3 separate regions of the Sus scrofa genome follow, and regions 1 and 3 are each linked to region 2. A link is a contact called in public HiChIP or PLAC-seq data. All regions are on one chromosome and are shown on one strand. Each heading gives the region's core, a stretch centred on a gene start, on an enhancer-like site or on the middle of the called end of the contact. The rest is flanking DNA. Distances are from core to core; before and after follow the strand shown.

Region 1 (3,543 bases), core at 801-3,300, 200 kb before region 2:
ATAAAAGGGAGAGTATTTCAAAATCTATGCAATTTTATTGTGACGTAGAGTTAAGCTCTCAACATCTATCAACTTCAACCTAAGTATGCTTGTGGCATCATACAAGCCTGCCTCAACACTGTACTCAATTATTTTAAACTATTTTAACAATCATTGCTTGTCAGAGAAGAGATGCTGTATAAATCTGGAGCAAATCCTGAATTATGAGTGACCCAGGGTCCACATTCTAGAGAAGTCAAGAATCCTTCTGGCTTCTACATATGCTCTTAATTGGTCATAAAGTTCACTGCAGGGCTAGCATGGTAGTACATACCTAAGGGTGATGAATGGAGCTCTCCTGCCACTTAACTTTCGTCTAAGCACTGCTATAATCTGAGTATCTCACTCACTACATTTCAGATCAAATCCCATAAAATTACATCCCCTAGAATCTGTAGGTACCTGGCTGAATTTTCACAATCCACGTCTCTATCTACCACTTATCACTCTAAATCAGTTTAGAACTATATTCATAGGCTCAGAAACGGCTGCATTTCCTAGTAATGCAGTTTTAATTAAACCGTAGTTCCCGAAGTGAATTACCATGTCCATATACAAGCAAAGAGACACTATGCTTATTACTAGACAGATAGCAATATAGATCTTGGCCGTACTCCCCTAAACAACCATTTGGATTCAGTATAAAATTCATGGAAATAAACAGTATCATGCAGTCAAAACAACCAAAGTACTCCCCTTGGTTCTTACTTTCTCTTGGTTCTTACTTTCTAGGAGTTGCTCTGGTGCCCACTGCACTTGGGATGGACCCAAGTTTACACTGTGGGTATTTCTAAGAGGCACTTCCAGCTTTAGCCACTAGAAGTCCTTAGTAATACACATTTGTCAGGCTGGAGGCAGGAGAAGGGAGCGAAGATGAGAGAAAACACCACAAAGAGGAAACAGAAGGGGGGAAAGGCACTACATGGAGGAATAAAAGTAAAAAAGACCAAATCAAAGAGCCAGGGCTTAGAGGAAATAAAACAGCGAATGCACCAGGGTGACTGACCTTATCAAAAACCATCCTTTAAACCAGAAAGAAATTTTTATTTCATGAAGACAAGTGAATAAACAATGAAGCCACAACCAAGCTTTTATGCAAAAGGAATTCATTCGTATTTCTAGGTTAACTGAGACTTAGCATGACTAGACGTCTCCATATTTTCCCAAACATATTTAAATATGACCTGGTGAAGCTCTGTAGTGCAGAATAGCTTGAGGAATAGAGAAGAAGGCTCTGGAAAAGCCAGGAGTTCCAATAAACCAAGAGATGAGTTATGAAGTCAACATACAGCTTTTAAACGTTTGTCCTACTATAAGTTGTTGCCAAAGTTTTGGAATTTCTGAATAGTTTTCATTTCAGAGGTACACAGAATTTCAAAAAGTTGAATTTTGGGTTTGCTCTTGTACTGCTTCTGCTCCTGTACAATGCAATATTCAAAGAAAACAGAAACTGTTGAAAATTGAACAAAACAGAACCCAAACTACCCTAAAAAGGAACTCCAATGAAACCATAAATCTATCCAGAAGAACTCTACAATAACTCCTATCAGTTCATGAAAAATACATCATGCAGTGCTTTTCTGTGTGGAGGGCAGGTAGATAGTAAGTTCACATGCACTCCAATTAGAATAATCCTCTTATGTCTCTATTTAATGATCAACCTCACATGATCAGAAGCCTCATTAGGGAAGAACTGGGGGTGTCACATATCATTTGGCACATGATTAGCGTGGGAAGCCTTATGTAACATCCTCACACTGAACAGGCTACTTCCCCGCACATGATGAATGGGTCTGCACCACAGTGACCTCAAGGATGCACACACAAACCCTATCCTCTCTGGGGCCTTTGTCGCTGTCGCCTCTCGACTCTGAGTGCTTCTCTGATTTTCTAAACAATAATCATGATGTGCTTTACACGACGCCCTCACACTACCTCGGCAGGAGATGTAAGTGCGCCTGGCGCTCTAATATCCTGTCACGAGAGCAGGAAGGGTATGAGCATGCAGGACTGAACTGCCGGGAAAGGCACTTCCGTCTGGGCCTGTGGACAGCCAGGGCCATCCAGTGGGGATGCAGGCGACAGCTGGCCATGCACTTCTGCCTCCAATATATGTCTGGGAGGTGGGAAAGAAGGGCCAGGGCACCACTGTGACTCCCTCGGTCTTGAGGGTTTTTAAGATAAGGAGTTTGGGATGCAGGGGAGTGTCTCCCAGAACCGGTGAGAATTTTAAAGCTAGACTAAGCATCCCTGTGGGAAGAAAGGGGAACTCAAGCTCCTTACAGCCAATTACTCAGCGAGCAAGCTACTTCCGGAGACTGTAGTAGGAACTTCTGGATGCTATATATTACTTTCAAGTCACCAAGGACCGTTTAGTTTTGACATGCTCGTTTAAACTATTATTACCAAATTAATTAAATTTCAAAAGATACAATTTGAATTAAACAGAGTACCACGTTTATTACCATCTACTTATATCAAGCCTTTTCTCCAAGGGGGATCAAGGTGATTTAGAAACTCCTAATTAACAGACAGTAATCCAATCATACTCTTACTGTAAGGTGTCATTAGTTTCTCTCAGGTCTGTGTTAGCTAAGTATAGATGTTAGTTAACAGGGAAAAGCAACTGGAGATTCCTGTGTAATGAAGAGCAATATTTTTGAGCACAGTGAAGAGTCTACAGTATCCGGACTAGCATAGCTAGAAGAGCAAGAACCAGTTGACCGGCTACTACAACATTTATGGTACAAACCCAAGTGTCCTTTCTGGTGCTGACCACAGAACTCATGTGCTCCTCCATCTTCCCCTTTCCCAGGAAAGAGGCAACTAACTGCCCTAGTAAGGTGGTGGGAAGCCTAACCTTCTGCTTTTCACTTTGCAACTTTCCACCTGCCTTTATGAAGTGGAGTAACCCTGTCTTCATAAACAGCAAAGCTGCTGCTCTCAGGTTTGTGTGATGCTAAAATATACACAGACAGGTCTTACAGCATTGAGGGCTGCCTGGTGCTAGCCTCTGAAAACTCACGCTGATGTGACGGGGACTACTGTTTATGCTCTGGGCCAGTTACATGCGATCTCAGCCCCTCTGAGGCGGCGAGATTGTGCCAATTTTACAGATGAAGTGATGTGCCTGGTCACAGAGTAGGCACTAGAGCAGGGACTTCCCACCCTCAGGGCCCGTGTTCTTTGCTTGAACAGCCCTCCTACCCCCCCCCCCACCTGCTTCCCACGTGCTGGGAGGGTCCTCCTTCCTCCCCCAGCAGCTAGTCCCAATGTCTCTAGGCAAGAACGATACTATGCACATGTGCTCACACCCATGCACACCTGCCTGGGTCTGTGTGAACTCACAGCTGTGCTCAATGAGATGTGTCCTTGGCCAAACACACCAGGACACATCTTGCGTCGGGCACTGGGAGTGCCCTGGGAGTCGGTTTTCGGTGGCAGGCGAGAGGACCAGGACGAAGCCTTGCACATAAACCCACAGCCCGTGGGTTTGTGTGCGGG
Region 2 (3,776 bases), core at 938-3,437:
AAATCCACTCTGGTCTCACAGCATCTCACTGGGTTTTCCTCACACATCTGCTTGATCTGCTATATAATGTTCTTTTACATTCTTGGTGTCTATCCAACACAATGGCAAGTGATTTGGGATCAGTGATTGCATCTGCTTGATGTTGCTATCTTCCCCAGAACCCCTGGTTTAGAGCTATATATACAGTAAGTGACTAGTGACTTAATAGCTATTGAAAAAAAAAAAAAAAAAGGAGAGTCAAACTTTCTTGTCTAAAAGTAAACTAACACTTTACATTTCCCAATTTTTGTACTCAATTCTGCAACATCCTCATTGCATGAGTTCTGGATTTTGCCATCCCTGGGTATCTCAGTTACAATCTGCAACAAAGTAAAAAATTTACGCTCAAAGTCAGTGTTATCCAATGGAATGTCCTACATATATATGTCTGTGCTGTCCACTTTGCCAACTCCTAGCCACAAGTGGCCACTGAGCACTTGGAATGTGTCTAGTGGAACTGGATTTTTAATTTTTTTTTTTTTGCCTATTAGAATGGTTAAGTTTTTTTTTTTCATTTTATTACTATTATTTTTAATAGTTATTTCCCCAGTACAATTTTTTTTTTCTACTGCACAGCATGGCGACCCAGTTACATGTACAAGTACGCATTCTATTTTCGCACATTATCAAGCTTCATCATAAGTGACTACACATAGTTCCCAGTGCTACACAGCAGGATCTCACTGCTAATCCATTCTAAAGGCAATAGTCTGCATCTATTAACCCCAAGCTCCCCAACCACCCCACTCCCTCCCCCTCCCCCTTGGAAACTACAAGTCTATTCTGCACGGATTTTTAATTAAAAAAAATTTTTTTTGCTCTTTAGGGTCTACGGCATACGGAGGTTCCCAGGCTAGGGGTCGAATCAGAGCCACAGCTCCTGGCCTAAGCCATAGCCACAGCAACGTCAGATCCAAGCTGTGTCTGTCACCTACACCACAGCTCACGGCAACACCAGCACGGTCTACATCTACTGGCTGTCTGCTCACCAAATATTCCTATTTGCATGTTTACTGTAACTCCAGAAGCCCAGCTCAGGTGATCTCATAGGGAGACAGAATGAACTTCTCCCACAGGACACCCCCTAATAAGTAGGGTGGTCTCAAGAAACCAGCTCATACCTAAGGGTCCTAGTGAAGTATTTTGCCATTGCCCTTCTTTCTGTTATGTACATTTTCCTATTTTAGGTTCAAGAAAAACTTTCATAAAAACTAATATAATACCTGTCATTATGCATGTTAATTGAGGGTACCCATGGCCAAATAAATGGTGTTCACTCATAAGCCCTATCTTAGACAAATACGCCCATCCTCACCAAACTAACTCAGTCAAAATGTGGCTGGGCTGGCAAATGTCAACTTCAGCTCTTAATAAAAATAACAAGTAATGTTTACTGAATGTCTACAATTGCTAAAAGCAATTGATACGTATTATGTCATGTAAGACTCACAACAGCCCTTTGGGGCAGGTACTCCCATCATCCTCGTTTCACCAATGAGGAAACTGAGGCACAGAGAGGTCACAGGATATGGCCAGATTCATGAGCCAGCACACAGCAGAGCCATGATTTGCACCCAAGCATTCTAGCTCCAGTGCCTTTGCTCTTAACCTCTCCACTCTTCTCCGGCTCAGCCCAGTCTGAGAGATTACTAATTCATTCATTGATTCATTAATTCATTCATCTCAAACTCACTATATGGTGAGCATTAGCTGTTCCTGTGAACCAGGCACTATGCTACGAGTGCCTGAAGCACAGATGGGTGGGCACCAGCTGAACAAATGAATGAATAGCTCTGAAGAAATGTGAAGGCGCTCTGAGAAATTAGCTTCATATGGCCAGGAGCCCACCTGAAACCATGTGCTTGGCATTCCTCCCACCAGGCTGTCTGGGCCACTTCCTAGATGGGAGAATGACCTCCCTGAGCGGCCCTACCATCAGCCTCCAGGCCTGAGCCAGGTTTGGGGTTCACTCAGCCTTCTGCTTTCTACCACCCAGTCACAGAACCCGCAGGAAAGCCCCAGCAAACAAGGGCAGGCCCTCTGCTGCTCAGCACAGCCACCTCAATAAAACGGGGCACTTCCTGTGGGGCCCAACCCAGTAGGCCTCCCATCCTACAGGGGGTTCCCCGTGCTTAGAGCGCCAAGGCCTTTGCCCTGTCACTTGGGCTTCCGCAGGCGCTGAGGGCACACCCTGCTCTGGGGGCAGTTTCAGAACCTCAGAGGCAGCAGATGCTGGTCTTTCTCAAAGATCCTGTAAACAATAGAAAGGAGCTCTGAATCTGTTTCTTGTTTCTTCCCAGAGAGTGACTGTCCCCTAATTATAGCCTCTCATGCTGACCTAAGGGAGGGTCTCTATTCTTAGAGAACATGGAAAAGGGGCTTTACCTCTTAATGTTGGCTTTCTTTTGTTCCTAGGTTTTGTTTTGTTTTAAGCCCTTTTGGTAGATACGTGAGGTTGGGTAATACCCAAGGCTTTGCCAACCTCATTGTGATATTTCTTTCACTTGTAACATATGTGACCACAGATGTCACCGCAAGCCTCATGTGGCTCACTCCCTGTAGCTGGGTGGGAAACACGCCTCTGGTTTCATAACCAAGCAGGACCCTGTGAGGCCTTCCTGGAGGGGCCCCCCACTCATATCCTCCATCGGCCTTTTTAATCTATAGATAAACTTTAGTCAAAGAACCAATCTAATCAGAGAAGGGAGAAAATACAGAGAAAAAAGAGAACAATAACACTAATTCACCCATGCAACAAAGTTAAGAAACTTCAGCTCTTCAAAGATAATATTCTGGGCTGTGTTCTTGGAGCTGTTCGGCAGGTGCTAAAGCCCCCACAGGTAGAAGAAGTTAACTGTCTGCTGCCCATAAGCACATAGACCCCACACCAGTTGGAACCAGAATGTTGATGACACTGACTCCCAATCACCTCACCACCAGCCAGTCAGGAAAATGTCCATGAGCTGACCACACCATGCTCCTTAAGCACTATTAAGCCTCTTCACTACCCCCTCCAAGGAGGGTGGGGGTGACACACTAGCCTGCTGTGCTCCCCTCTTTGCCTGGCAATTAAAGCTACTTTTTCTTGGGAGCGCCTGTCATGGCACAGTGGTGAACGAATCCGACTAGGAACCATGCGGTTGCGGGTTTGATCCCTGGCCTCGCTCAGTGGGTTAAGGATCCTGCTTTGCAGTAAGCTGTGGTATAGTTCGCAGACACAGCTCGGATCCCACGTTGCTGTGGCTCTGGTGTAGGCCGGCGGCTACAGCTCTGATTAGACCCCTAGCCTGGGAACCTCCATATGCCATGGGAGCAGCCCTAGAAAAGGCAAAAAAAAAAAGCTACTTCTGCTGTTTCCTCCAACTCTGTCTCCAAGTTTCTATCAGGCATCAGTGTATAGGGGCAGCCGATATTTCGGCAAGTTTCCCTCTGACCACTGGGCTTTGCCTTTTCCCTTTCCTGCTTCAGTTATTCAAGCGTCAAAACCTAAGGGAGGAGTTCCTGTTATGGCTTGGCAATAATGAACCCGACTAGTATCCATGAGGACTTGGGTTCAATCCCTGGCCTCAATCAGTGGGTTAAGGATCCAGCATTGCCATGAGCTGTGGTGTAGGTCGCAGACGAAGCTCAGATCTGGCGTGGCTGCGGCTGTGGCATAGGCCAGTGGCTACAGCTCCAGTTCAACCCCTAGCCTGGGAACTTTCATATGCTGTGGGTGCACCCCCCCAAAAAAAACA
Region 3 (3,761 bases), core at 275-2,774, 260 kb before region 2:
TGCCTCCCTAAGTCCTTTATCATTCACAGATAGTTAAGCTGATGCTTTGCTAAACTGCTTCATCTTCAGGAAGAGTCATAGAAAGGGCTTTTTGAGAAGTAGAGGGTTTTTATGACTTTTAAATCATAATGCAAACTAGGTAAGATATTTTAAAAGTCTAATGAAAACTCTGATTTCATAAAATTTTAGTAAAAAGGATTATTATAAAGGATTGAGTAAAATGAATATAGTCATGATTTCTTGGTTTTGTCTGAAATATTTCTTGGTTTTGTCTGGCTTTTCATCTGTGTTTTTCCAGATATAAGGATACCTTTCCCCTTAAGTTAATTATGTTTATAGCAAAAGTATACCTTTATAAACACAACTGAAACATTTATCTTTTCTCTCTACTTGATCCCTCCAGAGACTGGAAACTCTTAAATTCTCAGCAGCTTTATCAGGTAACTTAGGAAGGACACTTCCTAACAGGTGCAAAAACCTCGAGGTATTCTGGGGATCTCAAAAAACAAGAAATTCACCTAAACCTGTAAGGCAAAAAATCTGTGACAAGCACTTGGCATGGCCCTTTCCTGGCCCTGAGACGCCTTTTAAAATTTCAGTCTGAGACTCCTTATGAAAAATTCTAACACGGCCAATTTAAAGAAATCAACATGATCAGTTAACCAGACTCATCTGCAAACCAATCTTAATTTGACTGTATTTGATTTAAAATGAGGATAAGTTTAGAAAGAGGTTATGTTTCAGTGGATATCAAATTCTGATGCTGTTAATTGAGGTTTGTCTTTACTGTCTAACACTCACCTCCCAGACAGTTCCTTGTTATCATGCTACATAACCGTAAAGTTTAACTGAATTATTAAGAAGGACACTTAAGTTTCGGAGGCTCACTCACCCCAGCAGTCTACCTTTGGATAAATATCAGATGCCCCTTACCTGCACTAGGGATTATACATACTGGAAACAGCTTTGCTAAAATATGTCGAGAGACCAATTTACCTTGAGATAAGGCCTGGCCAGTTGCACTGCTTCAGATCAGAATGGCTCCCAGAAGCTGGCTTAAATTAAGCAAGCCCCTTTGAGATACTGTATGGTAGGCCATTCCAGATGTCTGCCAAGGCAGGAGGATCTATAAAAGCTCTGAAAGATCTAGCTGTTGCAAATTATGTTAAACCCCTGGGCACTGTACTATCTTCTGTTCATGAGTTTGCCTCCAACAAGTCTGCCTACCCAACTGAAGTAGCCTTACATCCTTTCTGGCCTGGAGACTGAGTCTTCCTTAAAGCCTGGAGAGGAAAGGGTCTGAACATCAGCTGACTGCAAGGTGGCCAGGACCACATGTGGTACCAGGCCTTCATCTGTTAAGTCAGCTGGAGGAAAGCCATGGATTCATCACTCTTAGGTTAAAGCAGCACCAGTGTTGTCAGAAAATGGCCCAACTCCCCGAAAGGCCTAGAGTGCAATAGGTTTGTGAGCCTTCAAAAGGCTTACGGTTGCTCAAGAAGACAAGTATTGAGATTGCAGTTTCAGTATAAATGGAGAAGGATGAGTCAACCCACTTGTTTAGTCTTGTTCAACTGAACAGCACACGAATCTAGTGTAATTATGGTAGAGTTGGAAAGTTAAAGTTAACAGATAGGTACAGGAAGTGGAACCAAAAGCCCAAGTCCAATTACAAATTAGACAACAAAAGTGCTAAGGGGCTTCATCAGGTTCAAATAAATGTCGACAAAGAAAGAAAGGGAATTGTACTATTTACTAAATACTCTAAGGAAGATTCGCTGCTGAAAGCTGATCAGTTCTAGTCCATGATCACCCCTCACTGCCCCTGTTCAACAGGGGCAGCCAGAGTGGTCACTGCCTCTTTCCTGCAAGACTGTGGAATGGACAGTGTCAGTGGAGAGCTGTAGGAGCAGTGACAAATCTGACTGAATATTAGATCTGTTTCTCTTCCTTTAACCTATATATTCCATTGCTTTTGCTATAAGTTCATCACTAAAGGGATGTTGCCTGTAGCTCAAAGTACACCTAATGGCCATCTCAGGAAACCCTGCCCTATGCTTGAAAGGTAAACTAAAATACCTTTTGTTCAGCTCACAGACACATCTTGACCCAGCCCACCAGTGAATGGCTGCAAGGAGGAAGAAATTAGCACATCCCCTCCCAGAGTCTGGCAAAACCAGGAGATATTTGCAACAATTTATGACCTCACTTATATTGCTAGCTATATTATATGTATATTTCCTGTTTTACAGAATTAATTCTTATACTATCAAATGTGTGACTGAACTCTGATAAAAAATAATGATGACAAGGCAACTTGAAATAGTTGACCAGATATATAGTCATAATACAAGAACAATAACTAACACTGCAATTCTAGATGTGTGAAGAAGCAACAAGAGGGAGTTTTTCCTGGACCATAACAGATTGGTAAGACAGGTGCCCAGAGACTTTTGACTACTGTTAGTAAAGCCTAGTCTAGTGACTAGCACACTGACGAGCCTATGAAGGAAATCCTTGCCTGACTTAGGAAGAGCATTTCTAGCACCACGGGCAAAGTGGTCATGAAGTGCTTCCCAACCCATGTCACACTTATGACCATAAGGAAGGCCTGCCAACTAAAAACTGGCACTTGCCATCTGCCTTGTATGAGGATTAAGTCACAAGCCACTGCGGCCACTGACCTCCAACACCCCCTGTGGGGAGTGCAGGGTGGACATCAGGAGTGAGGCCCTCTGTGCTCTGGGAAAAAATGACAGAACAGGTCTTCAGATAGTTAGATATTTTCAGGAGAAGATTTTATGAGCCCAATTCCTGCATCTCCTCATATCTAGAAAAGCACTAAAATCATTAACACTGACATCTGCTTTGGCCATTGAGGTGAGAAATGAATATGAAAGTCAAAAGTGAAGAGAAGTGGTCAGACATCCAAGGTGAGACTGGGTGGCCATTGGGGGTGTGATTTCAAACACGCTCCTGTATTGCCAAGAACTGAGTTGTGTCGGCCTCATTCTCAAAGCAGTGTCTGCTGGAGAGGACCCTGTGGTTCCTCTGTCAAGTTTACTATTAACCTCCTTATCTGAAACATGACTCCTTTACTTATCCAACACCCCTTTTGTTCTCAAGATTGAGGATCAAAGGAAAGGGGGGGATGCAATGGACAGGCCCTTCCCCATATCCTCTCCTTTAGCTCCTCCCTGAAGTACTCAGAGAACAGTATCTGATGCCCACTTCCTGAGTTGTTTCACAGATGTGAAAAATCCCCACCAAACGGAAGATGTTAACTATCTGACCATGAGCAAGCAGCCCTCAGGCCCCCTGGAGCCTAAAGATTGATAATGTTACCTTGGTGACACTACCCTGTCACGGCACCCAGTCAGAGAATTGTGCAGAAGCTGATCACTTACCCTTCCCTCACCTGGCCTTTAAAGATGCTTTGCTGAAAACCTCAGGGGAGTTCAGGTTTTGGGGGCACAAGCCACCCATCTCCATTCAGAAAGCGTCCTCTGCTCCAAACTTGACCTTTCAGTTTGTGTGGCCTCACTGTGCGTCAGGCACACAGACTCGCATTCATTAGCACTGACTCCTCTGCTTCTCCATGCAGACCCTGACTCAGGGCGCACCAGGCCCAGGCCAAGACTGGCTGTCACCCCAAACAGGCCTCACATTCATCCCTTCTGGCCTTGCCCAGCAGCTTGATGTGCATGTGGCTTAATTTTTCCCATCACCCTGAGTCTCCAGAAGCTGCAGGTCCCTCAGTG

Evidence for each region. HiChIP or PLAC-seq counts read pairs in DNA pulled down with a chosen protein or histone mark.
Region 1: an H3K27ac HiChIP or PLAC-seq map of alveolar macrophages shows a contact between it and region 2. The contact joins two enhancer-like sites. A contact is called at or near these places in 4 of 47 Hi-C or Micro-C datasets (blood, epiblast stem cells, fetal liver and 1 more) and 2 of 2 datasets of contacts at active chromatin or transcription factors (alveolar macrophages and skeletal muscle).
Region 3: an H3K27ac HiChIP or PLAC-seq map of alveolar macrophages shows a contact between it and region 2. The contact joins two enhancer-like sites. A contact is called at or near these places in 2 of 2 datasets of contacts at active chromatin or transcription factors (alveolar macrophages and skeletal muscle).

Annotation. Positions count from the first base shown.
Region 1 is chr13:4,138,753-4,142,295 of Sscrofa11.1, reverse strand. The region is part of intron 4 of PLCL2 (inactive phospholipase C-like protein 2); the gene reads right to left. Among named protein-coding and RNA genes, the nearest start is that of PLCL2, 150 kb to the right of the region's middle. Within about 2 kb of position 2,050, at least 13 of the 83 cell types and tissues checked have an H3K27ac peak or open chromatin away from gene starts, as enhancers often do. A contact at or near this core is called in alveolar macrophages and fetal liver, where this site is marked.
Region 2 is chr13:3,937,727-3,941,502 of Sscrofa11.1, reverse strand. No RefSeq gene overlaps it. Among named protein-coding and RNA genes, the nearest start is that of PLCL2, 53 kb to the left of the region's middle. Within about 2 kb of position 2,187, at least 18 of the 83 cell types and tissues checked have an H3K27ac peak or open chromatin away from gene starts, as enhancers often do. A contact at or near this core is called in alveolar macrophages and fetal liver, where this site is marked.
Region 3 is chr13:4,192,279-4,196,039 of Sscrofa11.1, reverse strand. The region is part of intron 6 of PLCL2 (inactive phospholipase C-like protein 2); the gene reads right to left. TBC1D5 (TBC1 domain family member 5) reads left to right here. Exons shown (of 24, transcript XM_021069682.1): 24 at 1-3,761. Among named protein-coding and RNA genes, the nearest start is that of PLCL2, 200 kb to the right of the region's middle. Within about 2 kb of position 1,524, at least 3 of the 83 cell types and tissues checked have an H3K27ac peak or open chromatin away from gene starts, as enhancers often do. A contact at or near this core is called in alveolar macrophages, where this site is marked.